Regions from separate parts of the Sus scrofa genome. Here region 2 is linked to region 1. A link is a contact called in public HiChIP or PLAC-seq data. All regions are on one chromosome and are shown on one strand. Each heading gives the region's core, a stretch centred on a gene start, on an enhancer-like site or on the middle of the called end of the contact. The rest is flanking DNA. Distances are from core to core; before and after follow the strand shown. Region 1 has its middle 19 kb from the start of KANSL2. Region 2 overlaps WASHC4 (WASH complex subunit 4).

Evidence for each region. HiChIP or PLAC-seq counts read pairs in DNA pulled down with a chosen protein or histone mark.
Region 2: a contact with region 1 is called in an H3K27ac HiChIP or PLAC-seq map of alveolar macrophages. The contact joins two enhancer-like sites. A contact is called at or near these places in 1 of 47 Hi-C or Micro-C datasets (epiblast stem cells) and 1 of 2 datasets of contacts at active chromatin or transcription factors (alveolar macrophages).

The regions. Positions count from the first base shown.
Region 1 is chr5:79,321,602-79,328,080 of Sscrofa11.1, reverse strand. No RefSeq gene overlaps it. Among named protein-coding and RNA genes, the nearest start is that of KANSL2, 19 kb to the right of the region's middle. Within about 2 kb of position 2,055, at least 1 of the 83 cell types and tissues checked has an H3K27ac peak or open chromatin away from gene starts, as enhancers often do. A contact at or near this core is called in alveolar macrophages, where this site is marked.
Region 2 is chr5:79,451,089-79,457,351 of Sscrofa11.1, reverse strand. It overlaps WASHC4 (WASH complex subunit 4), which reads left to right. Exons shown (of 34, transcript XM_021092625.1): 14 at 1-134; 15 at 4,747-4,873. Among named protein-coding and RNA genes, the nearest start is that of WASHC4, 20 kb to the left of the region's middle. Within about 2 kb of position 2,226, at least 6 of the 83 cell types and tissues checked have an H3K27ac peak or open chromatin away from gene starts, as enhancers often do. A contact at or near this core is called in alveolar macrophages, where this site is marked.

The DNA.
Region 1 (6,479 bases), core at 806-3,305:
TGGATTTTATTCTCTTAGAATACCCTTCACTGCTTAGCACATCACTCTGCAGATAATATATATGCAATGAGCATTTGCTTAATGAGTGAATAAATTGAGAAATTAGTGACTGCTAAAAGCTTAATAATTTTGAAGATGTCTATAAACTTTCTTTTCAATTTATGGTGGACTATGTTATAATTTGTTTAATAATAATCTATAAGTAGGCATTTTATATTTAGGCATATTCGTGTTTTAAAAACATGAATGACAAAAAGGCAGGACAAACTTGGACTAGGGAGAAAGTTAAAAGTGTGAAAATGTGAAGAATATTTGGAAACAAGGAAGGTGGAAAAAATGAAAAGGAAATTTTTTAGAGAAACTGATGATGAGCAGACATGGCACTTAAATGATGGTGAAGGGGCAAACTGGGTTCTGAGACTCAATTTCCAATGTGTGGGTGGTTGTCTCCCATACACAATGAGGAATTCTCCAGACTCCAGCTGGTTTTAACACTATTTACCTGAGGATAGCATCAGATCAGGTTAAGGGTTTAGTTCTACAAGGCTGCCCAAGTCTCCTACACCTTCTGATGTCAGTCACAAGTCTAGGTCATCACCTATACTTCTGACTGCCTGCCTCTAAGTCTGAGGTTTCCACGACTACCTCCTCAAGTTTGACTATTTTGCTAGAGAGACTCACAGAACTCAGAAAAAGCATGTTACCTTTGGATCACTGGCGTACTGCAAAAGGATATAATTCAGGAACAGCCAGATAGAAGAGATGCACGGGACAAGGAATGCATGGAGGTTACCTCTTTCCAGGCATACCCCTCCCCCAGCACCTCCACCCTGGAAGCTCTCCAAACCCCATTCTTTGGGGTTTTATGAAGGCTTCATTACAAGGGTATGGTTGATTAAATCATTGGTCTTTTGTTATTGATTTAACCTCAAGCCCCTCTCCCACCCTTGGAGATGGTAGGGTAGGCCTGAAAATTCCCAACCTCTAATTACATGGTAGTCTCCCTTGGCAACCCCAAAGTCACCTCTTTTATGTAACAAAAGACATCTTTATCACTTTCAGCTCTCAGGAAGTTCCAAGGGTTTTGGGAGCTGTGAGTGAGAAATCATAGGCGTTCCCGTTGTGGCTCGTGATTAATGAATCCGACCAGGGACCATGAGGTTGCGGGTTTGATCCCTGGCCTTGCTCAGTGGGTGGGTTAAGGATCTGGCCTTGCCCTGAGCTGTGGTGTAGGTTGCTGAGTTGCTGTGGCTCTGGCGTAGGCTGGCATCTACAGCTCTGATTCGACCCCTAGCCTGGGAACCTCCATATGTATGCCACAGGAGTGGCCCAATAAATGGCAAAAAGACAAAAAATAATAATAATAAAGAAATCATAGAAGGCCAAATATTTATGAGAAATATATTTTGGTCATCTGAATGATCAAATATATATTTTATAAATCACTATATTGCAAGGTGTCATGTTGGCTTGCTAAGATGTACATGTTATTGAATTCCATAAGTAACAGAAAACTCCATTTGGTAGCTTAAACATTTAAGTTTGTCTCATGTCTAGGAGGAGGCTGTGTAGAACAGATATGGTGGCTCCAACTTGTCTCCAATGGTTCCCATATGAGGAGCATCAAAATCACTTGGGCACTAGCTAAAAGTCAGATTTCTGGGCCCATACCCAACTTACTGAATCAAAATTTCTAGGTATGGCCACAGGGAATCTCAGTGTTGAACTGGTATCATCTGTTGTTCTGATGGAGAGTGTTGACCTAAGATAAACAGACTGCCAATTACTTCTCCAGCAAAAATGGGTTGGGGAGGCATCAGCAAAGAGCTGCAATCCAGACCCACAGCCATGACGAGCCATATACAAGTCTATAGCAAGAAAAGAATTCTTCTAAAGAGGGGAAAAGAAAATTGGGAGTGCTATAAAACAAGAAATCCATTGGAGGAATTGAGAGTTGGAAGTATAGTGTCTTTTCATTGCCTGAAATGTGACAGTGGCTCATTGGCTGAGCTCTTTCCAGGCTAGAAGAGAAAGTGTTTGTACTTCCCGCTGGGCCCTACTAAGTGATAGGGCATGAGAGCTCCCTCTTCTGGTCTCTTGGCTCTATTTTAATTGAGGTTTCTGTTTATTAAATTTTATAAGGGCTTGAGTTGAGAATCATTTGTATCTTTCTAAATTCCTACCTGCAGGTACTTCTGTCCTGAGATTTCTTCTACACATATGTAAAGTTGCTTTGTTCTCTAAATGGCTAATGGCAGAGTGTTAGGGCAAGACTTATCAAAGAGGATAAAGGGAAAAAAAATGTGTTAAAGCTAGTGTCTCGAAGCTAGTGTCTCAAAGTGTCTTATCCAAGAAGGATAAGATTCTTGCTCGTTGACTGGTGGCAGTGGAATTTAACCATTGAGAAATTCTAAAGAATATTCTCTTTGGTGCAGGGGACCTGCCCTAGGCTTCTTTGTAGTGCCTGGCCCTACAACCAGGCTTGTGTGGCGTTCCCATGACTTTGTGACTGATTGTTATGTCTTCCCATGTGGACTATGGCCTGGCCAGAGACCCTGCCGCACTCCCTACCGTGGGGCAGGCAGGACTGTTACTATCCTCCTAGAATGGGGGAGCCTTCCTCATTGCCCTGCCCATACTCCTTCTCCAATAAAGACCTAAGCCCCCTGCGACAGCTCACTATATGCTGTTGCTGGGATGTTTGTACTAAAATAACAGAAAAGAAGAAAAGTAAAGAATATTTTCTTTGGGGTTGACTCAGCCTATTTCATTAGGACCTATCAAAATGATAAATGATTATAGTACTTATAATAACACTCAATATGTTGACCACGGACACATTTTTCAGGAGGATCTAAGGTAGTAGAAATTTTAGCTTGATTTATGGGTCTTTTCATTAACGGAAGAGAGACAAAATAGTTTATATATGGGAGGTAGGAGATGGTGGATAGGAATTTAGTTTCCCTGTAAAAGCAGATTTAAGGCTTTTTTTCTCCTTGGGCTAAAATGTTTCCACCTCCGAATTTCAATATGAGTTGCTTGTTTATTCCTCCATCCTGAGTTCTCCTTTATTACTTTCTGTGTACATAAGTGCTAGCAGGTGTCAGTATTGCTTTGAGGCCTGGAGCTTACAGACTAATTAGAAGAACTTGCATATTGAGAGAAACTGTAATTCCTTTAATAGAGAAATTATGCTAATGGACATTTTTATCTCATTTGCCTGGTACAATGGTCCCTGAAACTGAAGCCTGATGATCAGAATGCCCTGGGAAGCTCTTAATGCATTTTCCACTGTTGATTAATTAATTTCAATGATAAAAGTAGTATTTACTTTGGGGTAAAATAATTCAAATCATGCAAAAGGGTAAAAAATGGAAAGTAAATCCTTTGTCTTCCATCTTATACTTCCTAGAATAACCCAACTGTTCATGTATTATTATTGCGTATTATCTTTCAAAAACTTTGGTACATAATACATGTTTATATCTTTTTTTCATAAATGTGACTATTCTATATCTACCATTCTGTAATTTGCTTTTCCAGGTCACTGTATATATGCTACACATTTTAATGCGGCAAAACGTTTTAAGATCTCTCATGTCCATGCTTGGCTGAAACTTTTTCACAGTAGGATTAGAAACTATGTTTTCCTTTCCACTGTCTGATAAGAATGAGAAATGCAATGTACGGGAGTTTCTGTTGTGGCGCAGTGAAAACGAACCTGACTAGTATCCTTGAGGATGTCAGTTAGATCCCTGATCTCGCTCCGTGGGTCAGGGATCTGGCATTGCTGTGAGCTGTGGTATAGGTTGCAGAGGTGGCTTGGATCTGGCATTGCTGTGACTGTGGTATAGGCTGGCAGCTGTAGCTCTGTTTCGACCCCAAGCGTGGGAACTTGCACATGCCTCGGATGAGCCCTCAAAAGAAAAAAAAAAAAAGAAAAAAGAAATGCAATATACAACTGCCTCCAAAGTGATTTTGATTTTTTAAAAAGACAATAACATTCCCCTGTACACACGAGGAAGAAAAGTTTCCTGGGCAAATGGTGGCAAGTATGGAAGATAACGGGTGGAATTTATTATGAGAACAAGGCAACATTTCTACCAAGAGAGTGTCAGTGTGAAGTCATCTAAACAAGGCACTTACAGGTCTGCATGAAGAGCCCAGAATAAACATCTGATAGTCATAGATAAATAGATGAATAACAGCAAAGCAGATGCAATGAAATGCTGCCCTCCCCCCCTTTTTTAAAGCTAAAGCTTTACCTTAAACTTAGGTCTTGTGAATTGCCTAAACTAATTTTTTCTTGCCCAGGGATAAAGACTTCACTTTTGAAAAATGATCTCCAGGAGTTCCCGTCGTGGCTCAGTGGTTGATGAATCCGACTAGGAACCACAAGGTTGCGGGTTCGATCCCTGGCCTTGCTCAGTGGGTTAAGGATCCAGCATTGCCACAAGCTGTGATGCAGGTTGCAGACACAGCTCGGATCTGGTGTTGCTGTGGTTCTGGAGTAGGCTGGTGGCTACAGCTCCGATTGGACCCCTAGCCTGGGAACCTCCATATGCCGTGGGAGCGACACAAGAAATGGCAAAAAAAAAAAAAGACAAAAAAAAAGAAGAAGAAAAATGCTCTCCAAAGCCAAGGGTGGGGTTTTCAATAGTCTCCTAGAAAACAACTAGAAGTCAATACACCTGCCAAGGAGCTTTGCTGGGTTTCCCTTGCACGAGCAGCTTGTCATTTGCCAGCAGTGAAGTGTGTTTTTCTGCAGGATGAATCTTGGCTGGTCCAATTCAGACTTGCCAAGAACACTAATTAAAGTAATAGAAGTTCGAGTCCACTTTATCCCTTAGGAAAGATTATGGTATGAATGGTGTGGAGGTAAGGACTTGAGAGTATTGGGTCCATTAAATTCCTTAGTTTAGAGGAAGGGAACTGGCCCTCCAACCACATCTCCCAGCTTGTGACAAGTGCCAGACATGATGAGTTCCTGTTTCCTTTCAACCACATCATCATTTTTAAAATAAAAAACCAAACAAGACTCAAAAGATCTTTTAAGCTTTTTGTTTTGTTTTGTTTTTTACCAAACATATACAAGAACAATTGGAAGAGAACCTGAGCAGTTTCAAAACACATTCTCAGAGATTCCGATTTGGATATTGGCCAGGAGACCACCTCAGTTTGGAAATTACCACTTTAAGAATTCAAACTGGGAGTTCCTGTCGTGGTTCAGCGATTAACGAATTCGGCTAGCATCCATGAGGACTCGGGTTCGATCTCTGGCCTCGCTCAGTGGGTTAAAGGATCTGGCGTTGCTGTGAGCTGTGGTGTCGGTCACAAATGTGGCTTGGATTCTGTGTTGCTGTGGTGTAGGCCAGTGGGTACAGTTCCGATTGGACCCCTAACCTGGGAACCTCCATATGCTGTGGGTGTGGCCCTAAGAAGGCCAAAAAAAAAATTCAAACTGCATCAGAATGCATATTATAACTGCGAAAACTATGGAAGAACTGCATATTTTAGTGTGTACTTCTAGGCTGGTTTCTAAAGAAGTTTCCATTAATTTATATATTTATTAGTCATTATGTAAATGACTTAACACATTGCTCTGGTTACAGTTGGAAGCCAAGTCAGGTTAACCTAAAAAATGGAATGTATTAAAAGAAAAGCACATAGCTTTAGAGAATCAGAAGAGGATTTTGTCATAGGTAAATAGATAAGCAATGGCAAAGTAGTTAAATAAATGTGGGGGGTTTTGGCCACACCCACATCATGTGGGAGTTTCTGGGCCGGGCATTGAACCTGCATTGCAATTGAGACCTGCACCACACTAGCAGCAGCTCTGGATCCTTAACCTGCTGCACCACAGGGGAACTTCCAATGAATGCTTTTTTTTAAAGCTAAGGGTATGTCCAACTATCAAAATCATGTATACCTTGAATTTGGGTGCTGGTGAATTGCCTTAACTGTTTTAATTAACAGCAGGCCTCAGGGGAAAAGTAACCAGGGAAGAGCTGGAGATTCCACTCACGGGCTCTTTGAGGAACTGCAGTCAGGATGACTCAGCCCCTGATTGCTTTCCGTGCTTGGGTCACTGGGCTCAAGATTCAGATTGTCGGAAAAGAGCTGCATTGGCCCGGCTTGGATCACAGCCCACTCCTCAACCAGTTCTCCTCCTTGGTGAGCTGTCATGGTTCCCCGTCCCATCAGGACCACATTGAATGGGAGATGGAGAGTTCCCTGAAGGAAAATTTGGCTCTTGAAGGAAGAAGGGAGAAGAAACGCTTGGGTAGGTCAAAACTAGAGCAGCCTACGACTGTCACCAAGTATATCAATTAAGATGAGTTCAGTGGCAAGAAGCAACATCTAACAGTGCTGTGAAAGGTAGAGATTTCATTTATTTCACCCCTTACAAGAATTCCAGGTGTCAGCGGTCCCAGAAGATACTCAACACATACGCATGATGAGTAGATCTGGAAAGACAG
Region 2 (6,263 bases), core at 977-3,476, 130 kb before region 1:
ATTATTTGGTTTCCTGATAATTTCTTGATCCAGAAAATACCAGCAGCTGCCAAAATGTTAGACAAAAAAAGTCTTCAAGCCATTAAAGCATACAGAGATACTTTCCTACAGCAGAAAGCTCAATCTCTTACCAAGTAGGTTTTTAAAATACTCATGGTGAAAATATTTAGATGTTTTATATTTTCAAATCTTATTCTGGTTTTAAATATAAAGCATTTGAATTATAAGATCAAACATAATTACTCATTACCAGCAAACTGATTGGGCAGTCTCTAAGAGATTTATATTCTTGAAGTGTTTTTTTTGTTTTAAATATTTTAGATTTAAACTCAAAGATGTAGGCAAATATACACATACACATATTTTTTTAGAATAAATACTTATTTTTAGTTTCTCTTACTATATAAAATTTCAGATATGCCCAAAATAGAGAAAATAGTATGAGCCCCCGTGTTCTCATCTAGCCTAAACAGTTGAATTTATTGTACATTTTCACTTGAGTATACTGCTAAAATCACATGTTGTCCTGGGTGATGATTTTCAGCGAAGCAACATAGGACTCTGCCGCTGGCCCAGTGTTGGACACAGATTATATCTGTAATGTGGTGAAAGGGTAATAGGGATACTTATCCCTTTCTGTTCATCTTGACTATTGAAGGGAAGTTGGGTGACTCCTGTACAGTGGGGAAAGGAGGAGTATGTCTGGAATAGAGGAGATCCCCTAAAGCATCTCTTAGTACTCCCAAGGCCTATGATTAAAGTCAGTGGAAAATGACAGTTCAGTTCAGGCAGGATTGCTCATGGTAGGGATTTCAGGGCTTTCCGGTACATTCTAAAAATTGAGGAGGGTTGAAGACCCAAGTTTGGACTTAGATTAAAGAGGTGAATTTAGTAAGATGGATAGAAATCAGGTTTAATAGTAATTTTAAAAAGATGGGGATATTGTAGTTATCAGAGACTTAATATTCTTTAACAGTGTGATATAGTTGCTAAAAAATGTCAGTATAAATGTAGACTACATTAATAACTAGTAGTTACAATACCTAGCCTAGGAGAGTTGGTAGTTGCATTGAATTCTTACTGGTCAGATTATAATTAGTGTCCAATAGTGCCACATTTTAAGAGGGCTGCAAACTGCAGCATCTCTAGATGAAGCTTATCAGTTAGATTTGAGAACCGTGACCTTTGAACACTCATTGAAAAGTCTCTGTGTAGTTTGGCCTTTAAAAGAGAAATTTGAAGAATGGTGTGTTAGATTTCTTTAAATATTTGAAGGGCATTCGTGCTGAAGAGGGAACAGACTCCAGAATGTTTGAACTAGAACCAAAAGATGAAGGTGACAGAAATTATTAATTACCAATATTATCAAGTTTGTAACTATGTAGCAGGCATCATGCTAAAGGCTTTAAATATGTTGTCTTAGTAAACCCTATTCTCATGTGGAAAATAATAAAGTCACAACTAATATTTCTCCTAGGCTTTCTAGAAACCAATAACTATTCCAGGAACTTCATATGTATCATCTTTTTTTAGTCATTAGGAGATCTCGAGGTATATACTGTTGGTATGTCCAATTTATAGATGAGAAAATTGAAATAAGAGATTAAACTTGCTCAAATCAAAACAACTAATATTTGGCAGAGCTGGGCAGTCTAGCTCTGGAGCACAAGCTCTTAACACTTCTCTATAGTACTGTTTTTATCCCCTTTTCAGATAAAGAAAATGAGGCTTGGAGAAATGAACTTTTCCAGGTCACACAGCTAGGTACGTGTCAGAGAGGGCATGCAAACCTGTGCCCATCCTACTCCAGTCTTTGCATCAGAGTTGTGTAGGCCACCCTGAGAGAGAAGGTGCCCTTTCATGAGAGCTGCATAGGCAGAATAGAGATCACCATCAGTCCAAGGTGCTGTAGGAAGTGAGTCTTACTAAGTAGAAGATTGAATAAGCTGACTTTCAAAGACCTCCCCCCCTTTCGCCAGTATGGCAACATTTTAATGTTTCTGACTTTTGATTTTAAAAAATATACAGTCACTATAGAGCTCCTCTGACCTAAGGGGAGTAGTGTCTTTTTTCATTCTCCTTGTAATTCTACCAAAGAAACCTAAAATTCGTAACACTAAAGTGAAACTCAGGAGAGAAGAGAAGGTACAGTCAGCATGAGCTTTGTTTGGCAGTTTAGCACAAGTTGAGGGAGTGACTCAGAGCTGGCCCAGTCAGGCTCCAGGGTTCATTATGTAGGAAGAGGAAGTGGTGGGGGATAGTTTTCCTGTCCCCACACTATGCATTAGACCTCAACTGCCCTAGCCATCGCCTTGACCAGAGTCAAGACTTGTGGGTTGCTGCATTTTGCTTTTCATTCACAGCCATTTTGATGCTGGGAATACTACCCTTAGAGGGTAGAGGTATGAATCTTTGTTGGCAACTGAAGGGTTGAGCGCTTTATATTGGTACAGAAGATGTGGGTTTATTTGGGGGGGGTTTCTCCTTTTACTTTGAAATGAAGCTGACAATGTGACAGGACCCTTTTTTGACTCCTTTGTCAACTTGGTTTTTTAAAACTTGAAGCAATTTCATTTTTAAATATTTACAAGAGACAAAGATTATCTGGTGTCTGGGTGTGGGAATGACAGGCACAGTGACAGATGAACCTCTTCTTTATCCTGCATTGTCTGATCTAAAACTGAGTGATTCTTGACTGCCTTTCCCTGAGGCTCTTAATTTTTTGAAAGCTTGATACTATTTCAGCTGAAAAAATGGCGAGACTATTCAAAAACAACTTTGAGGGGAGCTGTTTAAGAAATTGAAAAGTAACCTTGGAGTTGCTGTTGTGGCTCAGTGGGATAAGAACCTGACATAGTGTTCATGAGGATGTGAGTTTGATCCTTGGCCTTGCTCAGTGGTTATGGTTCCATTGTTGCCACAGGCTGCAGTCTGGCTTACAGACGCAGGTTGGGTCCTGTGTTGCTGTGGCTGTTGTGGTGTAGGTGGCAGCTGCAGCTCCGACCCCCTAGCTGGGGATTTCCATATCCCCACAGGTGCGACCATAAAAAGAAAAAAAAAGGTCATCACAAACAACATTGTCCTTCTTCGTAATTTGACTGACTTCATCGCCGTCAGTTTGATTGCTATTCCAATCTGGCCTTCTTCCTTCTGTCCTTGCTCAGAATGTTTTGTTCCCCACAATGTTTTGTGCATTGTATCCCCGCTTGAGTTCTGATCATAGCCTCTTCCTTAAAGTAAAGGCATTGCCTTACGATTCTCCTCTATCTCTGTGTTCCAGACTTTTAAATCAAGCCATCCACAAGTCAGTACATTTTTAGGGTCGTTCGAGGCAAAATTAAAAGTATAAATATTGGTATCTTTTGTCTAATGGAATCCTGGCTCAGCAGAGATCGTTTTTCTCAGATCCGATGCTGAGGTTTCACCTCCTTAAAACACATTGAATTAATTAAGTAAAATTAAACTTAGTTTATTTTTAAAATAAAAGAAATACAGTTTAAACAGCCTGTGGACTAAAAGTTCTTCATCTTGAGTGATTTAAAATGCATTTTAGAGTGATTTAGTGTTTATAATCAGCTGCATAGTAGAATTACATTATCGATTTAGTCTTTCCAGCATGGAAAAGCTTTCTAGATTTGGGCTTAAATCCTGGCTCAGCTGAGTTCTAGCTATATGATCTTGGGCACATCACTTAGCTTCTCTGTCAGTTTCCCCTTCTGTAAAATGGAGATCATAATACTTACCCAATAAGGCTAATGTAAGGATTAAGTGAGTTAATTTGTGTAAAGTGCTTGTAACAGTGGCTGGGCATATGGTAAGCATTCAATAAATGTTAGGTTTTATATTGATTCTAAGCAATTCCACTCTTCAATTCCTGTTCAAGCTGTTACCCCTTTCTTTTGCATTATCACAGGAGCTCCTAAATGGTTTTCCTGCTTTTACCATTATCCCCTTTATAGTTTGTTTCCAACGTATCAGCCGAAGTGATAGTGATCCTCTTCAGAGTTAGGAGTAGATCACTGCCCAGATCTTCTAGTGGCTTTCCATTGAAGTCCTTACTCCCTGCCAGGCCTTACACTTAACCTCTGTCCACTCCCCACTTTCCCTGTTCTCCCAATCCTCCCACCCCTGTAACTCTCTAGTCTCCTTTTTTGTTTTCATCCCTGCTCTCTGCTCCAGTCATACAGGCTTCTTTGTTGACTTGAACATGCCAGACACTCTTGCTGTTTTGGGAGGATTGTATTTGTTACTTACTTTCCTAAAATTCTCATCTATTACATCTTTGCATGGATTACTTACTTCTTCATATCTTGGCTCAAAATCACCTTTTCAATAAGCCTGCTTTGATCACTGCGTTTAAAATTGTACCTGCTACCTGAGTCACTCTCTTTTTTCCCTGATGTATTTTTTCCATAGCACATATCTGACATCTTACAGATTTCAACTGTTGATTTATTATACAACTCTCCTTTCTGGAATGTAAGCTGCAGGGGGCAAAGATTTTTGTCTCTTTTGTTTACTGCTCATTTTTGGTTTTGATAGTAAGAAACAATGCCTGGCCTGTGTAGATATTCAGTAAATATTTGTTGCATAAGTACATTGTGTATGTACATATGATCATGTGTATTTTGAAAACCAGAAAGATGTAATGGCTGCTGCAAGGAAATATTTATCCCAACCAGTATGAAGACATGGAAGTGAATTTTCTTTCCAATGCTGAGTAACTCCAATATTTTCCTTTGTTAGAGATGTACAGTCTTACTACGTCTTTGTGAGCTCATGGATGATGAAAATGGAATCTATTTTATCTAAAGAGCAGAGAATGGATAAATTTGCTGAAGACCTCACCAATAGATGTAATGTTTTTATACAGGTAGTTGCATCTTCTTACTCAGAGTATTTGGGGGGTCATATCTTTGTTAATCCTGTGTACAGAAGGTACGTTTTGAAAAAAATGTAAAGGATAGGATATATTTTTCTTTTTAAAACTGATATTGATTTGGTTATGTGTGTTTGGATCTGTGTGACTTATTTAGATTTTCTAATATATATATATATATATATATTTATTTATTTAAATGTTTACACACCCTTCAAAGCATAACTTTTTTTTTTTTTTGCTGTATCCCATAATTTTTGATGTGTTGTATTTTTCCTGTCCTTTGCTTCAAAATTTAAAAACTTTAATTGTGATTTCTACTTTGCTCGGTGGGTTATTTTGAAAGGTAATTCTTAATTTCTAAATGCATGAGGATTTCCTGGTTATCTTTTTATTATTGATTTCTAGTGGTACTAAAATACAGTATTTTGAAATTTGTTCAAGTTCACATTATGTCCCAGCCTATGACCACTTAGGCAAATATTTTATGCACACTTAAAAAGAATATAATTTGCTTTTGTTGGTTCTAGTTTTCTGTATATGCCAAGTAGGGTCAGGTTTGTTAATGATTTTGTCTGCATATTCTGTCAGTTACTGAGAAAGTTGGGTTAGAATCTCCCATTATTACTGTGTTTTCCTCTGTACTTTGTAGCTTTGTCAGCTTTTGTTGTATATATTTTGAGACTGAATAAGTGCCTAACATTTAGGATTGTTCTTAGTGATGAGTCAAACCTTTTGTCATAATAACATGTCACTTTTTATTTCTACTAATGCTTTTTGGCATAGGTCTCTTTCTTATGTGACAGTAACATAGCTGTACCAGTTTTTTTTTTTTTTAATTAGGGTCTACATGGTACATCTATTTTGATTCTTTTACTTGCAGCCTGTCTCACTCCTTTATTTAATGTGTTTCTTCTGTAAGCAGCATATATTTCTCCTCAATCTGATAATCTTTATTTTTTATTAAATGTTTTCTGTTTATGTTCATACTGATATTCATGTTTAAAATTAGTAACTGACTAGTTGCTTTCTATTTGTCTCATTTATTCTGTGCCCCTATTCTCTTCCTTTCTTCCTCTCTTTACAAATTATATTTTTATTTTTGCCTTCTATTAGTTTGTTAGTGCAACATTTTACTATTTTTTAGTGGTTATTGTAGAAATTTTAAGATTCATTATTTAACATTCAACTCCAGCATAAATTAGTAGTTTTACCACTTTCAGATCCTTTCAGACAGTATAAGGATCTTAAACCACTTAAATTCTGTTTTTCCCCCCTCACCTGTGTTGCTGTTGTGTTTTTTGATTCTGTAAACCTCACAAGGCATTATTGCTGTTGTTTTTAATAGTTAATACTGTCATTTAGATTTACCCATATATTTACC